3 separate regions of the Mus musculus genome follow, and all the other regions are linked to region 2. Evidence: chromatin contacts called from public HiChIP or PLAC-seq and promoter capture Hi-C data. All regions are on one chromosome and are shown on one strand. The core of a region is the stretch at or near the end of the contact, and the rest is flanking DNA. Distances in the headings are between cores, read along the strand shown.

Region 1 (3,731 bases), core at 665-3,164, 610 kb after region 2:
AAGAGAAAATATCAGAGGACACAGCGTACAAGCAGCTGTAAACACTGTATACTGTTCATTTGTACCCCATCTTGAACAGTTGTGTGTTTTCATTTTATTTTCGTGTGACCCTACCAGTGCCCGTACTGTTGAAGAAAAAGCCTTTTCATCCCCCATCAATGTATTCTCAGGGAGGGGTGGGTCCCATGAATCCACCATAGGCAATGTATTGTGGAGATGGTCTTGAACAGATAATTACAGCTGATGTGATCAGGAGTGTCATAGCCCCAGCATTACATCCCTAACATGCTTTTAAGTGTTCATGGAAAATATAGTGAGTCTTAGTATAAAATTACCTTACTGATGCTAACAGTAAAAACTGTTATTAAAAATAGTTTTCCAATTCCAGGGAAACATGTTTCACGTTAAAGTTATATGCTTTATGTCAGTTTCCTTTTGCACATTGATGAGCATGGTTCTCGAGCCCACCGAAATGCCAGCCACAGTTGCAGCCACATCTATCAGAACTGCATCTGAGGTTCTGGCTAGTTTTCTCGTTTAATCCTCCCAAAGACCTTGTTTAGTGAGCATTAGATTTACCACCATGTCTAAAGCCGAACTCTTGTTAGGTCAGTAATAGAAAGCATATGAGGGACAGAGCTCTGGGCTGTACTCAGCTGACTCAAACCAAGCTCAGCCTTCTTACCAGTGCTCAGAGTGGACCATATACACACACACACACACTTCAAGGAATTGCTTTAGTTTTCCTTCCTCCCTTCCATTTTGTGTTCTCTCTCTCTCTCTCTCTCTCTCTCTCTCTCTCTCTCTCTCTCTCTCTCTCTCTCTCTCTCTCTCTCTGACATTCCCACCTACCATGGCTTATATGGCTTATGTAAAGTCAGAGGACAATTTACAAGAGTTTCTTTCCTTCTACAATGTGGGCCACAGGGATAGAACTCAGGTTGTCAGGCTTGGTCCATTTCTTTGGTCCATCTTGTTATCTGTTGTAATAGGTTTTCACCATTGGACAATAGGGATGGGAAGTCTGTGTGTGGACTCATAGTCTTCTTTCTGTTGCTTCTTCTTTTCTCTCTCCCAGTCATCAGTTCCAAATGGAAATTATTTCTGATAGACACTGTATCTCATGTTGGGCTGTATAAAGGGCTTAATTGTAATTAAAACATTTTTCTGTTTTTTCCTCATTCTACTTCAGAAAAGGTAATTTTACACTAATCATACCTCTAAAATTTGTAAGAATTTAAAATAAGTGGTTCACTTATTTTATTTATGGAGTTAAATGAAAATTATTCTAATATTTTGTTATATTTTATTTATTTCTCAGCTCTCTAAAATTATGACAGATATCAAATTGCAGTTTTGGGGGCCAGGTTCCAATACAATTATGTGTTAGTCTTTATATGATGATAGACGATCCTGGTGACATTCTTGTATTGTCAGAGAAGTATGTGAGTTGTGGTAATTGTGTTGAGTAACTGTCTTGATGAAGTATCAAATTGCTTTCGACTACAGTAGAGGGAGGGGTGAGCTGATTGCCTAAAGCAAATAAGAAACAATGTAAACTCCAGTGAGGTGCAGGAGAGTGTTAGAAATTTAATTTTTAATTTTCTAGAAAACGTTTTGCAGAAAATAATTTAGACTTAGATAAGAAAAATAAAGAATTTGATTTAAAAAACCATGTTCACTCTACTCAGAAATTAAGCTAATTTAGTAAACTATGGCATGCTAAGAAAACTTAGGGCTTAGTTAATCTGTTTCAGCAATGTGGTGAGATCTGTAGATGGACCTTTTTCAGTGAATCAGAAGACCCGTTTGATTCGTTGGTTCGGCACGTTTGTCTTGAGGGCTTACTGTGTGTACAAGGAGTCGGTGCGGTTTGAAACACTGCCAACAAGGCTTTACTGAAAAGCAAAGAGGATCTGAAAATCTGAAAAGCAAGTGGACACATTACCGCCACCAACATCATGTGAGGGGCTGGCTGTTGGGGCGGATGTCAGGACAGATAAGATGTGTGCCCCTGGATCTGAGGCCAGTAAAATTGCTGCTTAGTTTTTTTAAAGGTATATGGTAGTTCATACAGGACTTCAGCCTTTTTTTTTTTCAGATGGGATGTTGTAATTGGTCTTGTTTTTCCTCCTAAACTGCTGCTTCTGAGCATGGCCTTAATTTTAGTTTCCTGCAAAAGTGATTGTTGAAAGATTGTGTCATAGTTGGAACAGCATCAGGAGTACATGTGAGGCCTCATACCCTAACTTCAGTTTCAAGTTTGCTGGATACAAAATTACAACATGTATCACAACTTTCTTCTTTTTCTTGGCTAAGGGGGCAGAGGGTGTACGTGACCACAGGGGGTGAACATGACCAATGCAAGAGTATGAAAGAATGTGACTGGGTGAAGTGACTATGAGAATGTTTCATGTTGAGAAATTTTCTGTAGCAGATATAAAGTAACAGTCTTGCATATTACGGGGGGGGGGGGGGGGGGAGGGAGAGAGAGAGAGCGAGGGAGAGAGAGCGAGCCTGAGCAGGCCAGCCCACAAGATTGAGATAACTGACTTTGACATATTTCTCTTTAGTGATTATTATATACATAGAGAGTTGTTGTGGAAAATATCTCGAATCCAGTAGATGTGTGGTGTGTGTTATATAGTTTTCTTTTAAATAAATAAACAAGCCACCTTTCATGTAACCTCAGGATATACTATATTAAATACTAATAGCTTTAAATAGTAAGGTTGAAACCAGTATCTTGATTGTTAGTTTGCTCAGCTATTGACATGATATTCCTATAAAAATAATCAATTAAGCATAATATCAATGCATAGGAATACTAAACTGGATACCAGGATTTTAAAAATATTCATGTTCAGGCTCTATTATAGCTTAGTGCAGTTGGCTATTTTGCATTAGTTTCAAGCACAGTTTTAAAACATGGAAGTGCACAGAATATTCCAGAAGCTGGGGAAAATGTTAACATTGGAATCCAGTCAGCAAGCTTGAAAAGTTCACATAAAGAGCTGTCTGTGTTTCTTGAAGAAGTTTTTCCTTTCCGTGGGAGGGGGAAAGGTCTGTGGTATAAATTTACTTAATATGATGTCAGTTGCATAAAGCCAGCTATGAATAATTATATTAATATTTGATTTTTAGTTGTCTTCTTGAGCCTTTATTGGTTGTGAGGAAACTAATTAGATGGTTCATTATAAAGGATCCTGTGTTCCTTTACACAGGTAAAGGTAGCGGTGCATCCTATGGAGCATTCAAATAAATCATTTGGTGCGTGTTTCCCTCTAATATCCACAAGTTAGAAGATTTTGAAATAGGAAAATACACTAATATGATAGGTGGTAACATTCTATGTATTTTAATCTATATTTATAGTTTAAAATTTCTTTGTTATATTTAATTTTTAATTAAAAATTGACATACAAAATGACTATACATATTTATGGGATATGCCTAAAGCCTTGTTGATTTATTTTTTTTGAAAACTTTTTTATAGCCTAGCTGTGGTAGTGCACACTTTTAATCCAGCTCTCAGCACTTGGGAGACTGGCAGGCGGATCTCTGTGAATTCCAGGCTAGTCTGTCTTATAGAGTGAGTTCCAGAGCAGCTGAGGCTACATAGAGAAACCCTGTCTCAAAAAACAGAAAACCTCCCAACTCAAACCAAGCCGAACCAAAAGCAAACAAAACCCAAAACAACAAAACACTTTTTCATAATGTATGTTTTCATC
Region 2 (3,452 bases), core at 453-2,952:
GGTCTGCGTTAGGTCCTCTGCATATACATTATGGTTGTTGCCAAAACACCTTAATTTAATGTGGAAAAATTTAAAGAAATTAATTGCAAAGTACATAAAGTTAAACTTAATAAGCAAATCTCTGCCTGTTTATGTGTGCACATAAACAGGAAGTTTCTCGATTTTTTCAATCACTAAATTAATCATTTCTCTTAAGAAAATGACCTTCTTTCTTTCTTCATGATACTCTGCCTCCCAGTGCAGTTCTCTGATGGATGTAGAGTTGAAAAGCAAGGCTTCCTTTCAAGAAACCTTATCTCCTAACGTCTCCACTTTTCTTCTCTTTCTTGTGAATCTCACATGACCAGATAGTGGATGGTGTCAGCTTAATCCACTCCAAGAGGCCTGCCTGCCTCAAACTCAGACTAGGCCAGGACCTAGCACTTCCTCTTCTTGAAGTTCACATCTGTGTCTTCTGCTGTGCTAGTATCCGGCCTAGAGAGACAGCCTTGCTGTCTAGGAGAGGTCTGTCACACACACACACACACACACACACACACACACACACACACACAAGAGCGCGCACACAGACACATATGGACGCGCGCGCACACATACACACACATGCACGCACACACACACGCACACAGTCACACACACACACTCACACGAACACATGCACAGAGAGAGAGAGAGAGAGAGAGAGAGAGAGAGAGAGAGAGGGAGAGAGGGAGAGAGGGAGACAGAGAGAGATGAACACACACACACACAAACACACACACACACACACACACACACACACACGAGCGCACACACAGACACACATATGGACGTGCGCGCACACATACACACACACGCGCACGCACACAGTCACACACACACACACACACACACGTGGTTTTCAGCTACAGAAGAGGCAGGTAAATCTACATCATATGCTAGTGGTTGCTTTTACCTCTGAATCTCAATCGGATGTCCGAAGCCTGCACTCCTGTCCATTGCTCTTGATTCTTACAGCTCTTTAGGTGGGGTGGGATACAGCTACTGCTCTGGAACGTGATGCACAGCCTGGTTTCACAGGAAAGCTTCCTGGAAGCTATTTTCAAAGAAATTACCTCCCGGGCCAAGCTTTATTTTCCGCAACTCCAGTGTATGGATTTGTATAAAGCCACCTCCCTTGTCTACTGAAATGTGCCAGCAAGCCACAAAGGCATTTAGTTCACATTACAGTAGCACACATTAATTGTTTACATTTGTCTAAGCTCATGATTCCAGCTACATGGGAGGCTGAGGCAGGAGGATCACAGAGTCTACTTGGGCTGTGGAGTGAGCGTTAAGCCAGTCTAGGCAACTTCGGAATAAGCTGTCTCAACTTTAAAAAGGGGGAATGAGAGTTGGGAGTGCAAATTAGGAGAGATTGCCTAACAACAAAGGCAAACCGGGATGGAATGAGCATTTATTTTGTAACTGTGTGAGGTAGCTCCGGCTTTGTCTCATCCACAAACTGCACAATTAAAGGTGTGGTGTTTAGCAGAAGGTGACTTGCTACTCACTGAACGAGCTCTTCTTTAAAGGGGGGGGGGGGGGGGGGGCACGACACTCTCTAGTTAACTCGCTGACTGACAGAGGGCCTGAGGACTCCTTAGTCACCTGACTGAGCTCCAGCCCTCCGCTGGGAGGGTGTCCTGAGCCTCCGCCTGGGAGGGACTCCGGTCTCCCTTCAGATTCCGGCAGGAAGTCCGCACGCGTCCAGGGAAGAGTCAGCGCAGTGAGACCCCACCAGGTCACCTGAGTCTAAGGTGCCCCTGGGTCTGAGAGCCGCCCTGCAACCTTCAGCTCCTCGGGAAAACTCGCAGAGCAAGTAAGTGCCAGCACTCGTGACGTCAGCCCAGAGACAGGCGAAGCTGCACTCAGATTGGAGGAAATTAAAGGAAACCAGAAATGAAATCTTTAAACTAGAGCAGGCGGCATTGATCGAGCGCCGGCACTATCTTAAACGCAGGGGAGGAGCTGCTTAAAACTTTAAAGTAGTCGGGAGAAAAAGCAGATATACCAGTAATGAAACGAAAGTAGTAAATTTTTTAGAAAGAATGAATGTAGCTTAATAAAATATTAAGTGGATACTTAACACGTAAACCTTAGAATCCTTGGACTTGAGACTTTTCCACGGAATGTTGAAAGCTTTTACCTTGGAGAAATACGAACTATTTCGATAGCTGCTGCCTGGTTGGTAATCTGTCTAAGGTAAACGCGTGTGGGCAGGTCACGTGCTACCTGACCCACGTGATATTTATGGTCCTATTGTCTAACTAAAACTTGAAAAAATTTTAAATGAATGGGAGGGATCTAGCACAAGTTTAAAGCTTGACTGAGCTCTGAAGCGAGTTTAAAGTCTGCCTAGAAAAGCTTGGCGAGACTGTCTCAAATCAAACAAAGTAAAAACGGGGTTCGGGTATAGCTGAGCAGAGCGTTTGCCGAGCATGCCGTATTATTAAAAAATATAATAATAATAATAATAATAATAATAATAATGGATTTTGTTTGCTTGCTTGCTTTTTTAAAGACAGGGTCACACTAGTGTTGTCCTGGATGGTCTGGAACTAGCTATGTAAACCAAGCAGGCGATGATCTCAAAGATCTTCCTGCTTCTGCCTTCTGAGTGCCGGAAGTTAGCTTGCTACCAACCTAGACTGAAAATAAGATTTTTAGAGGAATAATTTGGGGCTAGGTTTGTGCGAAAAAAGGGTTGGGGATACATGTTCAGTAAAGTAATGATGCTTCTCTTTACCACAGAAATGTCACTGATTTAACGCGAGATGGACTCTTCCTTATGGCAGTCTGGGATTGTTGGTTCACAGGGAATTAGATCATGTGCTTTTGGAAATGCTCTGGAGCCGTGTGCTGTAAACGAACATCGTTTATCTAAGGCAATAACTGACTGGAGTTGATTCAGCAGTCAAATGAGGTCATGCGCTCTAATTAGCACTACTAATTATTCATCCAATTCAGGCTGAAACCTGTGGCTGCCCATCAATACCCCTTAGTGGAGCCTTCTTTTCTGTAAAATAATCTACCTCATTAAATGGTTAGGCACTGTCCTCTTAGCCATGCACTTGCTTTGCTTGTTTTAATTAAAATGGAAAAAAAATGATTTCTTCGCTATTAAACCTGTATTTTAAGTCCCAGGACAGCTTTCCAAATAGCTCTCCTGCCTCATATTTAGAAGTCCTGTTAGTTATTTGCTTATTTATTAGGTCTAAATGGAATCTCCTGCCTCGTATTTAAAAGCCCTGATATTTTTTTATCTGTCCTATTTATTTAGTGAACAAAGAGAAGTCTTTACACAGGTTCCCAAGTGCTGGGGCTGTTGGTATGTGCCAAGGATCTTTCCTGATACCACATTCCTCTTTTCTTCACTGAGAGAGCCAGAACTTTTTTTGTAGCAATGATATCTGATAGAACTTTTTACAGTG
Region 3 (3,632 bases), core at 791-3,290, 690 kb after region 2:
CTATGCATCAGACTTGTACCTTCCTGTGTACTACAAAGTGAGAACATGGGAAATCATAACAGTTACTGTTTCTTCTAGGAAAGGGCTAAATAGTAAACACATGCTGAGGCAGGAGGATCAAGATTATTTGAACATATGATTTCAGTAGCAGCCTGGCCAACATAGTAAAACCTAATCATAAAAAAAAAAAAAAAAAATCCAAAAGAAAATCTTCCTAATGTTTAGCTGAAACCTACTCTCACATAATTTTAGCTTAAATTATAGATCTTCTTAATGAATTTTTCTCCTTTTCTGTTACTTTAAATATTTATTTAAAATTTCAATATGAAGAATTGTTTTTATTTTTTCTGTTTTATTTTTCTTCTATTTAAAATAGTTTTTTTTTTTTTTTTTTTTTTTTTTTTACATGATACAGTATATTCTGACTGTGGTTTCTCCTTTCTCAACTCTTCCCAGTCCCTCCCTACTTCCATGAAATCTGGAACCAGACCCTTTCTGTCTCTCCTTAGAAAACAAATAGGCTTCTAAAGAATAATAATAAAATAAGACAAGATAAAATAAAACCAAAGAAGTAGGATAAGACAAATGTGTAGAGGAAAATGAGTCAAAAAAAAAAAAAAAAAGGCAGGAGAAACACATATAGATGAAGAGATACAGGAGTTCCCCTAAAAACACAAAACCAGAAGCCATAATATATACCCAAAGGTACCTATAAGGTTAAAACAAAACAAAACACCCTGACACAATATTATGAGACAAAGAACCTCCAGAGATGCCACTGAATTCATTTTTTTTGGCCTCTACAGCTGGATATGTGGCCAGAGGGATTGGAGGACACAGAGGAACCAAGGCCTCTGAACACAGACAACGGAGGCACATGAGTTCACAGAGACTGAGTCGACATGTTCAGGGCCTTCATGGGGCTGCACAAGATGGGGTCCTAGAGCTGAGAGAAGAAGTAGACACACGCCCTACCCCTAACTCAAAGCTAGCTCTGGTTGATAATCACATCCTGTTTTAGTATAGCCACTGTGCAGAGCCTTCTGTAAGTGCATTCTCTTTCATAAACCTACTGAGCTTAAGGTTTTCCTAAATAAAGTTTTCTGCCACTAGAACACAACTGTACATACTGTCTCTCCCTGGATGGGATAGCTAGATTGGGTTGCTGTCATTACACAGCCCTTCAACACAGATCACAGCAGAACTTCCTGCCTTCCATATATCTGACGATAGACCCTGAAATTACAGTAGGTTCCCAGGAATCATGCTTGACACATGCAGAACGTTTTGGCTAGATCAGTTTTAGAGAGCCCCTGTCTGCCTCCCTAACTCTTTCCTTCTCTATGTGCACTTCTTTATGTTCATCTGTGTGAAATTTGGGTTTCATTACACTCTTTACCTATCACAATATAAGACCCCTAATGTTATTAAAGAGCAAATGAGTTCTGTTTATAGTTACCAAACCATTTATGTCTGTTTCCTCACGTTAAAGGATGGAGTAACTTCACACTCTAGTTTTAAAGCATCAAGTGGAATCCTTTGGGTGTTTATGCTTTATTTCAACAACTACAATATATCAAGTTCTGGGATCATTATCAGAAATAAAATCCTCAGATGATCTAGGATCTCAGCTAACCTATACTATAGTTCATAATGCAGTATTTCCTGTTTTTGTTAAATAAATGAGGGAGCATTAGCAGCCCATTGTCTTCATGCAAATGAATTAGTCACAGAGGACTACATTATAGCACATTAGCAGTGAGCGTATAGTTGTCTATGTTTGGAGTGTTGCTTTATGAGCTATAACAGGAAGTGCTGTGTGAGAGCTCTGCTTGAGAAGAGGCACCGAGGCATTTTCAGTCAGCGCTAAAGGACTCCATCTCTGAATCCTTGAACACTGCAAGGTTGAGGTCTGGCCTTTTCTTAAAATAGGTTCAAGGAAATGAAGTAAGCCCTATTCAATCTGCTATTAGAGTCTGCTCACTTTTCAAATAAGTGCCTTTCTGAAAGTCCAGTGTCGCAATTTCTGGTGACTCACGGGCTTTGTTCCTGTTTCTCTGCAGCTCCACACCTTGTCATCTTTTAACCTTTTTCTTTTCAGTGCTGTGTATGACTGTGGAACATAGTAATTACACATTGGTTGCTACACTAATTTCTCAATCATGAGTCACATGCAGCATAAATCGTTTGTTGTCAGGAAGTTTTATTTATTGAAGAGAGAAACCACCCAAAGTAAAGATTCCTTCAGAGTATGTCGCCGAGGACTGGGCCATCTTGATGTGTACTCCACTAGAGAATTCTAACACAGCCTCCAGGAGGTTTAAAACCTGCATTTAATTTAGATTCAACTGAGATATGTAGTTAACATTTTCTAGGTGTCAGGCAGTGTGCCGACTTCTTTTGTATTATATCATAATTAAGTTATTTTTAATAATGAATTGGAAGCACCATTTTATAGATTAACTCTGTGAGCACTTCCAGTGAGATATGTGAAGGACTAGTCTGAAGTATATTCAAGGATGAAATAGATCACGTGAAAATGTAAGATTAAGATATAAAAGGTTTATCAGAAGGGATCTGTTGGTTCAACTCTATAGTCTCAATTACTTGGGAATCTAAGGCAGGAAGAGCGCAAATTCAAGGATTACCCTGAATTACAGAGTAAATTCAGGTTCATCTTGGGCAACTTGAAACCATATCTTCCTCCTCCTCCTCCTCCTCCTCCTTCTCTTCCTCCTCCTCCTCCTTCTCTTCCTCCTCCTCCTCCTTCTCTTCCTCCTCCTCCTCCTTCTCTTCTTCCTCTTCCTCCTCTTCTTTTATTTGCACACTTAGAAAAGTTGTACACAGAAACTTAACATTTGTAAAACAGATCTGTTAGGGTGACATTTTTATTTTTAAACCATTAAGATTGATCGAGAAATAAAACAAAAACATAGTAAAATGTGAAACCATTTCTTAAAAGTAAAAAGAGGCCTGGGATGTTTCTCAGTGGTAGAGTGTATGCATAGCATGTACAAAGCGGGGCCAGGTTCAATCTCCAGTACTACCCTCCACCACCAAATCAACTTTTCCTCTTTGGAAGTTTTTCTTTTGGGGGAGGGGTGTGAAGAAAGTGTGAGGACTCATGTGTGTTCCCGACTGCATTAGTTTACGTGTGCGATGTGAGTATAAGTGTATGTGGAGGCAAAAGAGGTCTCCTGGAACTGGAGTTAGGAGTGGTCGTGAGTCCTCTGATGCTCACATCCACTGTAACTGTATCCTTTGTAAGTGCTTATCTTAGTCAGGGTTTCTATTCCTGCACAAACATCATGACCAAGAAGCAAGTTGGGGAGGAAAGGGTTTATTTGGCTTACACTTCCATACTGCTGTTCATCACCAAAGGAAGTCAGGACTGGAACTCAAGCAGGTCAGGAAGCAGGAGCTGTTGCAGAGGCCATGGAGGGATGTTCTTTATTGGCTTGCCTCACCTGGCTTGCTCAGCCTGCTCTTTTATAGAACCCAAGTCTACCAGCCCAGAGATGGTCCCACCCACAAGGGGCCTTTCCCCCTTGATCACTAATTGAGAAAATGCCTTACAGTTGGATCTCATGGAGGCATTTCCTCAACTGAAGCTCCTTTCTCTGTGATAACTC

What was found. Promoter capture Hi-C pulls out the DNA fragments that hold promoters and counts their contacts. HiChIP or PLAC-seq counts read pairs in DNA pulled down with a chosen protein or histone mark.
Region 1: a contact with region 2 is called in a promoter capture Hi-C map of liver, with 2.2 times the contacts expected there. The contact joins the enhancer-like site here to the promoter of Tmem144 in region 2. A contact is called at or near these places in 4 of 39 promoter capture datasets (HPC-7-derived erythroid cells, hippocampal neurons, liver and 1 more), 2 of 484 Hi-C or Micro-C datasets (the G1E-ER4 cell line and the HPC-7 cell line), 2 of 115 datasets of contacts at active chromatin or transcription factors (bone marrow-derived macrophages and extraembryonic endoderm stem cells) and 1 of 9 other capture datasets (liver).
Region 3: a contact with region 2 is called in an H3K4me3 HiChIP or PLAC-seq map of bone marrow-derived macrophages, with 4 times the contacts expected there. The contact joins the enhancer-like site here to the promoter of Tmem144 in region 2. A contact is called at or near these places in 3 of 39 promoter capture datasets (the HPC-7 cell line and pre-B cells) and 2 of 115 datasets of contacts at active chromatin or transcription factors (bone marrow-derived macrophages and differentiating embryonic stem cells).

What each region holds. Positions count from the first base shown.
Region 1 is chr3:79,232,439-79,236,169 of GRCm38.p6, reverse strand. The region is part of intron 1 of 4921511C10Rik (RIKEN cDNA 4921511C10 gene); the gene reads right to left. It also overlaps a transcript of Rapgef2 not described here. Among named protein-coding and RNA genes, the nearest start is that of 4921511C10Rik, 21 kb to the right of the region's middle. Within about 2 kb of position 1,914, at least 79 of the 459 cell types and tissues checked have an H3K27ac peak or open chromatin away from gene starts, as enhancers often do. A contact at or near this core is called in the G1E-ER4 cell line, the HPC-7 cell line, bone marrow-derived macrophages and 1 more, where this site is marked.
Region 2 is chr3:79,841,159-79,844,610 of GRCm38.p6, reverse strand. Tmem144 (transmembrane protein 144) reads left to right here and starts at 1,702. Exons shown (of 12, transcript NM_001379543.1): 1 at 1,702-1,840.
Region 3 is chr3:79,151,564-79,155,195 of GRCm38.p6, reverse strand. It overlaps a transcript of Rapgef2 not described here. Among named protein-coding and RNA genes, the nearest start is that of Rapgef2, 7.6 kb to the right of the region's middle. Within about 2 kb of position 2,040, at least 195 of the 459 cell types and tissues checked have an H3K27ac peak or open chromatin away from gene starts, as enhancers often do. A contact at or near this core is called in the HPC-7 cell line, bone marrow-derived macrophages and pre-B cells, where this site is marked.